Linked DNA regions of Podarcis muralis: region 1 is linked to region 2. Evidence: chromatin contacts called from public Hi-C data. All regions are on one chromosome and are shown on one strand. The core of a region is the stretch at or near the end of the contact, and the rest is flanking DNA. Distances in the headings are between cores, read along the strand shown.

Evidence for each region. Hi-C and Micro-C count contacts between places; a contact is called where the count stands out from the background.
Region 1: a Hi-C map of blood shows a contact between it and region 2, with 2.7 times the contacts expected there. The contact joins the promoter of CRYAA here to the promoter of WDR4 in region 2. A contact is called at or near these places in 2 of 3 Hi-C or Micro-C datasets (blood and tail).

What each region holds. Positions count from the first base shown.
Region 1 is chr4:57,190,573-57,197,169 of rPodMur119.hap1.1, reverse strand. CRYAA (crystallin alpha A) reads right to left here and starts at 3,067. Exons shown (of 4, transcript XM_028727298.2): 1 at 2,952-3,067. It overlaps U2AF1 (U2 small nuclear RNA auxiliary factor 1), which reads left to right and starts at 3,546. Exons shown (of 9, transcript XM_028727295.2): 1 at 3,546-3,702; 2 at 5,506-5,593. The coding sequence starts at 5,547.
Region 2 is chr4:57,027,160-57,033,354 of rPodMur119.hap1.1, reverse strand. WDR4 (WDR4 tRNA N7-guanosine methyltransferase non-catalytic subunit) reads left to right here and starts at 4,592. Exons shown (of 11, transcript XM_028727272.2): 1 at 4,592-4,771; 2 at 5,975-6,037. The coding sequence starts at 4,653. It overlaps NDUFV3 (NADH:ubiquinone oxidoreductase subunit V3), which reads right to left and starts at 4,495. Exons shown (of 4, transcript XM_028727273.2): 1 at 4,343-4,495; 2 at 1,146-1,239. The coding sequence starts at 4,390.

The DNA.
Region 1 (6,597 bases), core at 1,818-4,317, 170 kb before region 2:
GGCCAGGGTTTGGGTTCTTCTAAGCTATGGCCCTTCTCGATCCAGATTCCCACCTTCCCCAAAATTAATTTTCACTACCCCAAATTCCTTTCCTCGATGGGAAAGTGGGAGGGAAACAAATGATTGGGAAATTTGGGAGGGAAATTGCATAGCTTCTGGAATGGAAATTAATGTGTAAAGAGCAAAACTGTTTTCTGGCTATGTGGGGCTGAGGAAACTTTAAGTGGACCTGCTCCATGAAGTCCAGCATTCTGCGGCCAACAGCATCCCACCAACCAGGTGCCTCTGGAAATTCACAAGCCAGAGTGAAGCGGATGGCCTTCCTCTAATTTATCCTAACATCTGGTGCTCAGTGGTATGCTGAGGTTCCACTGAGATGCAATGACTATTAGCTGTTGACAGATGTATCATCAAGCATTTGTCTAAACCATTTTTTTAAAGGCCATCCAATGCAGTTGTCATTACTGCATTTTAAGACAGTGAATTCCACAAGATAACTATGGTCTGTATGAAGAAACCATCAGGAAATTGGGGTGCAGTAGTGGAGGAAGCAGCTCAAAGCATGGCATACCATGGACAGGCAGCAAGGTTTGGTGCTCAGGATATGTCTTCCACCTCCACAGTCTGAGGGCTCATCCACACTTAGCTTTTGCCCTATGCATTCTAGGCACAGAACCACGCTTTCCCAGTCCATGTCTGAGCACTTATTTCCCCAGGAAAACCCGCTCTTTCACGGTAAATCAGAACAACTGGCAATCTGGGGTTGGTTTTGTTTTGTTTTGTTTTTTGCAGAATTGCTTCCAGTGGTAAAGAGCAGGTTTTTGTGGGGTAAGCACGGGGGGGGGGGGAGGCACTTGGACATAAGAGCTTTAAAGTACAGACATGTGTGAGAAATGTGGCACAAAAGGAAGTCTGGATGAGCCCAGGCACAGTATGCCTCTGAATGCTACTGGGTGGGAATCACAAGTGGAGAGAGTGCTTTTGCTTTTGTTCCAGCCTAGTGCCAGGTTGATAAAGGCTGCTGCATTCATTACAGTGGTACCTTGGGTTAAGTACTTAATTCGTTCCGGAGGTCTGTTCTTAACCTGAAACTGTTCTTAACCTGAAGCACCACTTTAGCTAATGGGGCCTCCTGCTGCCGCCACACGATTTCTGTTCTCATCCTGAAGCAAAGTTCTTAACCTGAAGCACTATTTCTGGGTTAGCAGAGTCTGTAACCTGAAGCGTATGTAACCTGAGATACCTGAGATGGGTACAGCCCATCTAAAACTCTGATTCAGAAACCATTTCCTGCCTGCACATACTTCTCTGGGAGAAGTTGCTTCTTTTTACCACTGGAGGGAGTAACAGTCATATAAATGTAACACTGAGTTAAATTTTACTTCTCAGCAGTTATGGTGCACCTTTTTATCTCCACCCACCCCTCAACTTAAATTCTTGCTTAAGACTAAAATTCCACATACACTTACACAGGAGGAAGCCCAACTGATACAGTGGTATCTTGGGTTACAGATGCTTCAGGTTACATACGCTTCAGGTTAGACTCCGCTAACCCAGAAATAGTACCTCAAGTTAAGAACTTTGCTTCAGGATGAGAACAGAAATCGTGTGGCGGCAGCGGGAGGCCCCATTAGCTAAAGTGGTACCTCAGGTTAAGAACAGTTTCAGGTTAAGAACGGACCTCCAGAACGAGTTAAGTTCTTAACCCGAGGTACCACTATAGAATGGGTTACTTCTGATCAGCATGCACATGATTTTATGGTGTAATTTAATGAATTACTTCTTGGTTCAGGAGTTTTGTGGGTTCCTCCCTTCTCAATGGGCAATTTATTGTGATCGCGCGTCCCCTGTCATACTACAATACTTTTTCACAATACATTCAGCATGAGAGTCATACTTATGCCAATGAGGAAAGAACACTGTAGCTTGACAAAAAGCATGTTCCCAGATAATGTGAATGCAAGGTATGTGGGTGGGCTGATTAACTCTCCTGCTCCCATTTTCCTCCCTGTAGATGTGCACCCAAGATTCTGTTCTTCCACCCTGCCAGACTGTGGGTGTTTATTGTCAGATAGATGTTTCTCATGCATTCAAGTTTTTTGGCAGTGTCCTCGCATCATCAAAATGCCAGCCCATTTAAAATTCCCATCAAAATTCCCCACCCCATTTAATCCAGATTTGCAGTTTCTGGAGGAAATCCAGCAGCAGCCAGCATGGTCCTGTATCAGTCACAAAGCCACCTTGTTGGTGTGGGTTTTGTTTAAAAAATCTGGTTGCAAAACTGCTGAAAAAAGTTTTGAGCTGATAAAAGAGGCTGCCCGTACATTTTATCCTGCCCAACTGATGTTTCCATGGATGATCAAGCCCCCAAAGTGTTAATCAGACTTGCCCCGGTTAGGTGAGATTTGTGATCTCACAATAACAAGAGTGGTCCCTCCTCACCCAGGATAATGAATTTGGGAAGATGCAGGGTCTGTACTAGGAAAGAGAAGTGTCTGCTCTCACCTGCTTAAGACTATCATTAGCAGACCGAGGACATGCTTCTGGCATGTGGCAAAGGATGACAGTCAAGAATGTCCTTGGAAGTCATTCTTGGGGGAGGGGGGTCAACAGAAGGTTACAGGGACCCTTTGTCAAACAGAAGCAGCTTTTGGTATTAGCTTACTGAACCCTCTTGGCAGATTGGCAGGATAAGTGTCGTGCAAATCGGCTTTCAATTGTTTTACCGAACCCCACTCTCTGGCACAATGGTTAAAAGTAAAGATAGATTTCATTTTTTGTTCACTGTCTGTATAAAATCCATCCTGCTGCCATCACCTACCATTTGTAGAGAGATCAGTAGGAGTGAAACCAGATATGAGCCAAAAATCTTACATTAAAAAGGCAACTTTTTTTTAATTCTCCGGGACCATCTTCCCACATATCATGTAAGGATAGCTAAAATGATTTACCTTACAGAGCTGCTGGAAAGATGACATCTAAGGGCAGATTACCCTCCGTTTCTGGTAGATCACCCCCTCCCTCATGCAGAACCGCATGCTATTAGCTTATTCACCAGCCTGTGTCCACCAAAAACCGTCCGTCCGTCCCCCGTCCCCCCCCCCCCCGCACTGCGGATCTCAAATGCAGTTCAGGCTAACGAAATTTTAAAGTATTTCTATCGGCACCTTCACACAACACATAATAGGGCTTTTCCCTGCCCGGTTTTAAAGGCAAATACAGACATTTTCTTGGAACGGGGTACAGTTGCAGCAGCAAGGACCGGAGTCTGATCTGATTCCTTCCCAAATAAACTTTTATTTAATAATGGAACCAAGTATGGAGGAGTGAGTGACAAACCGAGACACGCCAGCTAGGAGCAACTGCCCCTATGGAGAAATCTCCGGGGTGGGCGTATCCCGAATGGCGATGGAAGAAGAACCGGGGGGGAGGGGGAGAAGCCAAGTCACCCCGCGCGGGCGCATGGCGGAGACAGCTGCACCAGGCGCGTGCGCGAAGCCTTTCCCCGCAGCCCCTGCCTTTCGCGCTGATTGGTCGCCGGCGCTTGATCGTTGCAGCGGGTGGCGGGCGGCGAGGCCGTTTCCGGCGCGGGGTTGTGACGTCTTAAGCGGGGTGCCGAGGTGTCCGGCGGGCGGCCGGGCAGGGCAGCTTGTGGGAGATGGCGGAGTATCTGGCCTCCATCTTCGGTACCGAGAAAGACAAGTGAGTGGGTTCTTCCTCCCCTCTCTCTCCAAGGGCGGGGTCCGGGCCGACGTGAACGCCCGTCGCTTGCGGGGTGGGTGGTGGGGCCTGTGTCAGCGCCCTGGCGGGGGCCATTCCTAACAATGGTTCCCCACGAGGAGCCCTTTTTCTCCTCGCTCTCTCGTGCGCGTGCGCGGTTCTTGGCCGTAGAAGCCTCGAGCGCGCGAAACCTCCTTCAGCCCTTGTTCCGTTGCTGCTGCTGCTGCTGCAAAGTGTCTGCCTCGTGCAAGCCGGAGAGGCGCTCCCTATTGGACCTTAGCGGGCGCGCTACTTCCTTCCCTCACGAGCCGAGGGAGGGAGCGCGCTCGCTCGCGCGCCTGCCTGCCCGCCAACAGCCCAGGGGGCGCGCGCGCCCTTCCGGTAAAGAGCTGATGGCGGGCTCACGACTGCGAGGAATCCCCCAGATTCGTTTTTTTCCTCCTCTGCTCTCCTCTTGGTTTTCCTCATGAGGGGAAGGGGGAAGGGCCGGCGCTGCTAAAATGGTCGGCCTGGCAGCAGGGTCGCCGCTGAAGATCTCGTGGGGGAAATCCCCTTGTGTGTCTCCTGGACGTAACGCTTTCTCATCACGCCTAAGGAGTTTTGAAGGGGCGCAGAGTTTGTTCTGTTAGTGCAACTACAGCCTCAATAGAAGTGTTCAAGCTGGCTTTCATGATCACACTCAAATCAATCAATCTATCTGTGTGTATATATATATATATATATATATATATATATATATATATATATATATATATATATATATATATAAAAGGTACATGAGGTAGAAAACTGTACATAATATTTTAGAGGAGGAGGGTTGTGGCCCTTTGAGCTGGGGACATCTGCCTTCCACTCCACTTTTCTGTTCACAGGGAGAGGAGGGAAGCAGGTCTCAATCTATCTAAGCTGAAGAAACTCCTTTGCTCACTACTAAACTTCATGTCCATGCACTGATACTGGGAGGAAGCAGTAAACTTGAATTTCCTAACTGGGCAGAAACAGTAAAAACCAGACCATGCAGCATGTTCTATTTTACTCTCATTGAAAGCCATTTCTGGGGGCAGCTTACTACTATGCTACCCAAGTTAGTGCAGCACTGAGCAACTGAATGTCTCCAACTTGCAGACAACGGTGCAGAAGACTCATTATCATATGTATACAAGTGTTGTCACATGCCTGCCAAAACTGCTTTTTTCAACTTTTCTATGGTGTGGAAATAAAGCAGCTGATATCTGCATTTCACACCTATGATATGAATGTTCCCACCCCATCTAGTATCCACCATGCCCTAGTAGTGGACAAATGGAGAGGAGAAAGTGCCATAGGTTGAGGCAGAGTATCTGCTTGTTTTATAGACGGTCCCAGATTCAATCCCTAGCCTAGCATGTCCAGATTGGGCTGGGAAAAGACTCCTGTCAGAAACCCTGGAGAGCTACTGAGTGAAGACAGTGAAGAATTGACAAGGATGCACATCTTCCCTCAGACCCCAACTTACAGCTTTCACCATTCTCAGTTTTAGAGAAGGCGGTACTGTACTTTAAAACAGCCAATATCAATTGTAGTGGAATCATTGCTAAAATATATGAACTAGCACAGGAACGGAGAACACCTCTTCTAGACCTCAGGACTCCGCTGGCCATGCCTTGGCTGGCCCTGCTTCACAATTCAAGTGCTTTTGCCTGGCCAGAGTGTATTCTTTTGATTAATAAGCTTAGCTATAACTCCATAACTAGTTTGTATAGAAATTGTTTCAGTTGATACAATTTTTGTGTCTTTTGGTTTCAGAGTCAACTGTTCTTTTTACTTCAAAATCGGAGCATGCCGTCATGGAGACCGGTGTTCTCGGTTGCACAATAAACCAACATTTAGCCAGGTTGGTGTAAATTTTTTTGGTAGAAGTCTTACATCCAATACAGCCATGACTTTCAGAGCTCCAATCTGTGATTGTTAAATCTGAGAAACTATAAAAGTATCATGTATATATTTGTTGATTTGTCCTTGAGTTGCTATTCATTTCTTTTACTAGCCCTTTGAAATATTTTTTTAAAACTTTAATGGTTGCTGAATTTTCCCCCAATATTAGATGTCAGCCAGTGGTAACCTCCTGGGTAATATTTAGCAACTATATAGCTGGTTTTTTTATTTAAAAAATGGGCCAAATTCTCTCTTGTAAACCAGGGATAGCCAAAATGGTGTACTCCATGTGTTGTAGTGCAACTGTCATAGTCCCTGAGCACTGGCCAATACTTCCATGGCAGGAGTAATGGGAGTTGAAGTCTAACAACTTGGAGGACACCATGTTGATTGCCCCTGGTGTAAGTGTGCATGTTTTCAAATTTAACCAAAATGCCCTGACAAAGCGATTCTGTGAAATAGCAAAAATGCACATATCCTTACATTAAGAGATGATGGCATTTGCAGATGTCTTCTCTACTACTTTATATTTCCAAGTATGGCACGTGTGGAATTCAGAGCAGTCCCTATAAAATGAGTGGGGGCTGTGTAACAGTATAAGAGCAGTATAATCAGTTTTAAAACCTTTAAAGTAGTTTGAGAATATAGGCCAGCATAAGGGTTCCCAAACTGTTGTTCATAAACCATCAGTGATCCACAAGCTTCATTCAGGTGGTCCATGGTGTGCCCTTAAAAATACAATGAAAAATCCTACAACATCTAGCACAGTGCATTATAATTGCTACAGTGGGCAGAGAAAACATTAAGTGGTCCACCAAGACCCTAAGACATTTTCATGTGGTCTTTGTAACCACTGGGTTAGCCTGCACAGATTAAAGCTGGTTGGGATGATCACATTCAGTTTGGTTGCTACAATTTTGTTTAATTTATTTTTGAACTCTAATTTTATTTTTAAAAATATCC
Region 2 (6,195 bases), core at 3,343-5,842:
GGCTTAATCATGCTGGCCACATGACCCGGAAGCTGTACGCTGGCTCCCTCAGCCAATAAAGCGAGATGAACGCCGCAACCCCCGTGTCGGTCACGACTGGACCTAATGGTCAGGGGTCCCTTTACCTTTGTGCATGGAGAATTCTATCAGCAACTGCTAATAAACAATCAAGGAACCCAATAGTAGGGATTTTCCAACCAAATGTGTAAGTTTTATATGTATATATTCTGAAACCTATTTTAATGCAGATTGGATGCTGCATGTAAAGGTTTCACATCTTAATAAAGGTTTCACATCTTTAATAAAACAAGCCCACTCATGTATTTCACAAACAACCATGTATCATTATTCCCATACATTGTCTCTATCTTCCCTAAGAAAAACACTGCTGAGGGACTCCCAACGTTTTGACCATAACCTTACATTTATTGGAGCTGGTAATGCTGTTAAATATTCCCCTGAAATGATTTTAGATACAGGCAAGGCATGTGATGTAAATTTACTGCAAATAAAGAAAAATAAAGAAAAACCCAAAGAGCTGCTGGGAATGACATTGATGTAGTGAGAAATGTGAACTTCACTGGGTTGGCTAATTGCCTTGAGCTCTGCTTTCCTGTCATCCATTTGTTAGAAATCATTAAACTCTACAACAGAGATGAACCTGGCCCTCCTGGAGCTGTTGGACTCCCAACTCCCATCAGTCTCAGCTAGCATGGCCAATGATAAGGGATGATGGGACTTGTAGTCCAGTATTCCTGTTCTAATGGCTAATTATAGAGAGTGTTTTCCTAAAATATCTGCCTTCTGTCTATTACACTGAAATTGCTAAATGGAGTTTAATAGGTTGACAGCTGCAAGTATTGCTGCTTTGAATGTTTTAATCTCTTAAAAGATGTTAGAATAATCCAATTATTTTAGAAATAAACCTTGATATTTTAGGTGAACCTGTGGCTTTAAAAGTTGCTATACAAGTCCTCTACACTGCCTAGAATATGGTAATAACCACTAGATGTAATTTTAAAAGTCTGAATCTTAACATTCTGCAGACCATTAAAACTAACAAACTTTTGTTCAATATTGTTACAAAATGTTATGCAAACCATCTTATAACTTGCATAATTAACAAATAAGAAAAGGTACCTTACTTTTTTTGGAGACTTTCTTATCACCCCCTGGTTTGGTGCAGAGAGATACAGCAGGAGGTACACTTCGAAGCCCCCATGCTTGCAACTTAAAAGTCTGTAAAAGAATTTGAAATAAGTAGAAAATCTGTAATAATTAGAAAGACACTTGATTTAATAATGTCATTTATAATTACTCAGGCTACAAAAAGTATAATACACAATGTACACAAATATGACTAAAAATCAGGCATATATGTACAGCAGTTGTGATGAAACAGACCACTCACTCCCTGCAATTCCTTCCAGAGCATAAACTGTGCAAATTAAGAAAACTATGAAATCTGAAATGTTGTCTTAAATAACAAAAGCCTATGCTGCTACATGTATACCCATTTGTACCAACAAGTATTCACATAGAACATGCACAAACTTTTAGAAATATAAAAAGACACCCTTACTCTCAAACAAATATTCTTACTTCAGGTCCTAGCCATATATATCAAATGCTTATGCACCTGTACAAATATACCTAGTTTTTTCCAGCCTCACGTAAAGGGGCATAAGTTTGGTACAAGTAAATGGACTTTACATTCAAATAAGGATTTTGACACAGCTCTGTGCAGATAAAACAGGTACAGTGCAAATAAATGCTTTTTTATTATTATATCTGGAAATGGTTACAGATGCCTTGCAATTAAGAGGAATGTTAAAACTTGGTGCTAGCACACTGAAGTGTGCTTCTTTCTCCTGCTCCAAATACAGAACTGATTGACAAGTGAATGTAATGTACAATTTGGGGTGCGGGTGGGAGAGAATGAAGACAACAACAACAACATACACCTTCTGCATCATTGTAGAATATTACATTAATGTAGGTTCACATCTAATAAAGCCACCATGCCTTTTACCTGGGCCGTAAGGAACTTTATTATTTTACCAGTGAAGAAATTATTGGTAGTCTAAAAGTGGCAAGTGGCACTAAACATACCTGAAGAAATACTCACTGCAGAATTTATAGCCTTATACAACTAGAAGATTTAAAGCCTGCACCACAACAACCTATAGTTTATAGCACCTGTTAAAGAGGAATATGAACACAAGCTAACCATGTCAGTACTTGCACTACTACTTCTATTATTTGGTTTGTTGACTGCTTGTTACTCGAAGGACTCCAAGTGACTTACAATTCTGCTAAAATCACAAATATATTATACCATAAAACAGAGCAACCAACAACCCCATAATAGCCACAGGACGCTTTGGCAGCATACTAATAACAAGCAATATAGTCTTAGTCTGTCAAAAGCCTGGGACAAAAGCTAAGCCTTTGCCTGGTGCCAAAAAGATGTCAATGAAGGCTTCAGTGGGGAGCAAATTCCACAGATACAAAGCCAAAACTGAAAAGGCCCTCTCCTTTGTCATTAGCCTCCCTCAGAAGGGAGAAGAGCCTCAAACAAAGATCTATGGGTCTCTCGTATAGGGAGAGGCATTCCAGAAGATACTGGAGTCCTGAGCAGGAAAGAGCTTTGTATGTCAAAACCATCACTTTGAATTGGGCTTGGAAGCATGCAGGCAGCTAGCAAAGTTGGAACAGACTAGGTGTTATATTATCTGTTCTTACAGACAAATTCATGGCTATGTTCTCTCTCTACTGTCAGAGGCATTATGCCTCTGAATAAAGTTGCTGAACATCACAGATGGGCAGAATGCTGTTGTGTTCATGTCCAACTTGCAGGCTTCCCTCAGGATGCTGGACCATAGCTGCGCCACTGGCCACTGGCTTGATCCAGCAGGCATGTCTTATGTTGCCTCAAATCCATCACCAGTTGGCCAGGCACATTCTGAACTAACTCAAGCTCTTAACATTTTCAAAGGCAGCCCCACATAAAACATATTGCAGCAATCCAGACTTGAGGTTACCAGAGCATAGATTACTGTAGCCAAGTTATCCCTACTAGATAGGTTTGCGAGTAGGCCACTAGCCTAAGCTGATGGAAGGAACTCCATGCGGCGGGGTGTGTGTGTGTGTGTCACAGTGTTGAGTTCATAGTTGGGGGTTCCCTTGAATCTACTGCTGAAGCACAGGTGGTGGTGGGTGGTGGTAAAGTGTCTGCATCTGGCATGAGTCCCCAGACAGAATGTAGGAGGAGATAACAGGCACTCAAATAAGGCTCTTTTGGGTGCAGGTCCCACCAAGCCCCCTTGGGAAGTTTAAGGTTTAAGGTTATAAAAGCAACAGCACATAGTCAGATGATCTATACTAGTTAGGGCTGTTAAACAGCATTAGGTAATGTAGGGTGCACTCTCTTTCTTTAAAAAGTAAGAAATATATTGATTGGTCAAGTCAGGGTCCAGAAAATCCTTCTAGACCTGCATTAATTGCAAAAAATCACAGTAGGCACTATGTGGCCCAGGAGCAATCAGGACTGGTTCATCCAATCCGTGTTCTAGAAAAAAAATGCAAGCACTTGTCCCATGAGCGAGGGCTAGGGTGTCAGCAAAGCAGCCCTCAGTGAGGTAGAACAATACAGCAACCGGCAACAGCAATTATGTGATTTTTCCATATCTCTCCCCAAATTAATGAAAATGTAATCTGCCAAGCATGCTCTAGTCTGACTTACAGTGGTTCTCCTGCTCTCCAAGGCCTCGGGAAAAGTTATTTCCTGGCTTTGCTACCAGAGATCCTTTACCTACACATGCCAGACTGAATTTGAGATCTTTTGGATGCAAATGTTGGGCGTTACCTCTGAGTGACAGCCTCCACCGTTCAATATCAATAAAAATAAATGATAGCATGAAAAGCCAAAATCAAAGAGGCAGCTAAGAGTTTGCCCATTGCCCTGCAGGCTTTGAAGTTACAGCTAAAACCCTACTGCAGGCTTCCTCAACCTCATCCCTCCAGATGCTTTTGGGACTACAATTCCCATCATCCCTGGTCCTGCTAGCTAGGGGTCATGGGAATTGTAGGCCAAAAACATCTGGAGGGCCGAGGCTGGGGAAGCCTGCCCTACTGCCATCTTCTCGGGAGTAAGTCCCACTGAAATCAGCAAAACTTACTGCCAAGGAATAATGCACTGACTCAAGCTGCACAACCCGGAAACGCCAGGTCGAATCCTGACGCACACAAGGTCCGTCCACGGGCACAAACATTATAAACGGCACTGTGGCGACGGAGCGGCCAGCCCGAAAGCGCCTCTCGGATCTTCACCCTCGGTTACCTTGAGCACGGCAGTACGGCCGCAGGAGATTAGCAGAGCCGTCGCCATGTCGGCGTCCCACCCAACCTCGTCCCTGCTGCAACCTCCGCCCAGGAGGAAAAGGTCCCTCCCCTGTCAAGGGTCTTGCTCTGCCCACATTCCCTGCAGTATCCAATGAGCAGCGCTCTCTTGCTGCTGAGTGACGGCAAGGGAGAGGTGGGGATTCCCGTTCCTCAACTGGGGAGGAGGGGCCCTTGCCAAGGAGTCCCGCAGTGACGTCATTTGCCGGCGACGGCTGTGTGGCTTCCCGCACGCGGCTCTGTTGTCAGGCATGGAGGCGGCTGACCCCGCCGGGGTTGCGGGTTCTTCCCCGGAGCTGGCCGTCTGTGGGGACCTGATGGTGGTCACCGGTGGAGCCAAGGTCCTGGCGGCCCTTTACAAAGAGCCTGGGTGAGTGAAACCGGGCCGAGGAGCTCCTGTTCAGCCTCTTCTAGCCTCGCTCTCCCGTCGTCTTGTCTATATATCTGCTGAGACTGCAGCCCTAACAGCATTTACCATTGAACTTACTCTGAGTAGGCACGGTTAAGATTCCGCTGTAAGGCAGCCGCTGTGTGAGAAGGGTTGTGTTTTTCCTTAACGGAGTGTGTAAAGCGGTAACCGGGTGACCCTTTAATTCTGATCAGTTACTTCAAAGCTGCCCTCCTTTTATACTCACAGTGGGTCAGGATCAATAACCGGTGGCAGTGTGCACACAGTTTATCCAGGCAGCTGGTCAGTGTGCATAATGCTGATCAGCTTAGAAAAGTTGAGTGACAACGCTGATCTATATAATTAGAGGAAATAGGCTGCAGTGCTCTTCCGACAAATGAAATGCTGGTCGGATGAAGGGGGTGGACAGCCTTTCTCCATCCTTATAGGTTTAGGATGATTGAATTTACATGTTTTTTCCTGCTAAAAAGGTTCCAAAATAGATAATGCTTTCAGAAGTAAAAGCAATCAGAGTACGCACGTTCTCTGCTTCTTATTTTCTGCACATTTTCTGCTTTGGAGAATGTATTACCCACTGCTCTTCTGAAAATATATGATCACTTGGGTTTCAAGATATTATATAATGAGTTGCTTTATTTTGAGTCAGCTACTCTAGGTAGACAGTGTATTGTTAGTGCTGACAATAGGTCTCCACGCCTATTGTTTTCTAACTTCCCATGGTTACTACCTGATCCCTCTTAATAGACGGATTCTGTAATTGAACTGTGAAATGGGTAAATCCCATTTAACTCAATGGGATATACTTCTGAGTGGAAATGTATAAAGCTGTGCTATAAGGAAGCTCTGTATCAGTCTCTGGCCAATAAATAATGGACCATTTAATTACATTTACTGTATAGAGGTACTGACATCTGTGGTAATAATGCAGAAGTTTGAAAAAAAGAACCATGTAAAAGATACTTTTCATAAAAGATTCTAAAACTTCTCTGTGTTTTCTGCCCTAGTATTTTCCATGTCTATATGTTCCTCTGCAATAAAATGAAACAGAAAACCTCATTAATTTTGAAATTTTACTGTTTAAAAAGGCATGGTAAGTAAGATGAGACACAACTGATACTATGCTTATTGGAAAATACTGACCTGATGTAATTATATAATTTCCAGGAATGAAGATATTTTCATTTATGACTGTTCCACAGCAACAGAGAAACTTCAACAGAATCAAGGGTAAGACTGTTTAAATTTTCCTTAATCTGCAGTAGGAAATCCGCTGCATTCCCATTTATTCAGAAACTCTGTTGAATGGCATTTACATCTCTTAGAGTTGTTGTTTGTAGCTGAAAATAAATGTTGCTGCTACCACCAATGTCACATAAAATACAAAA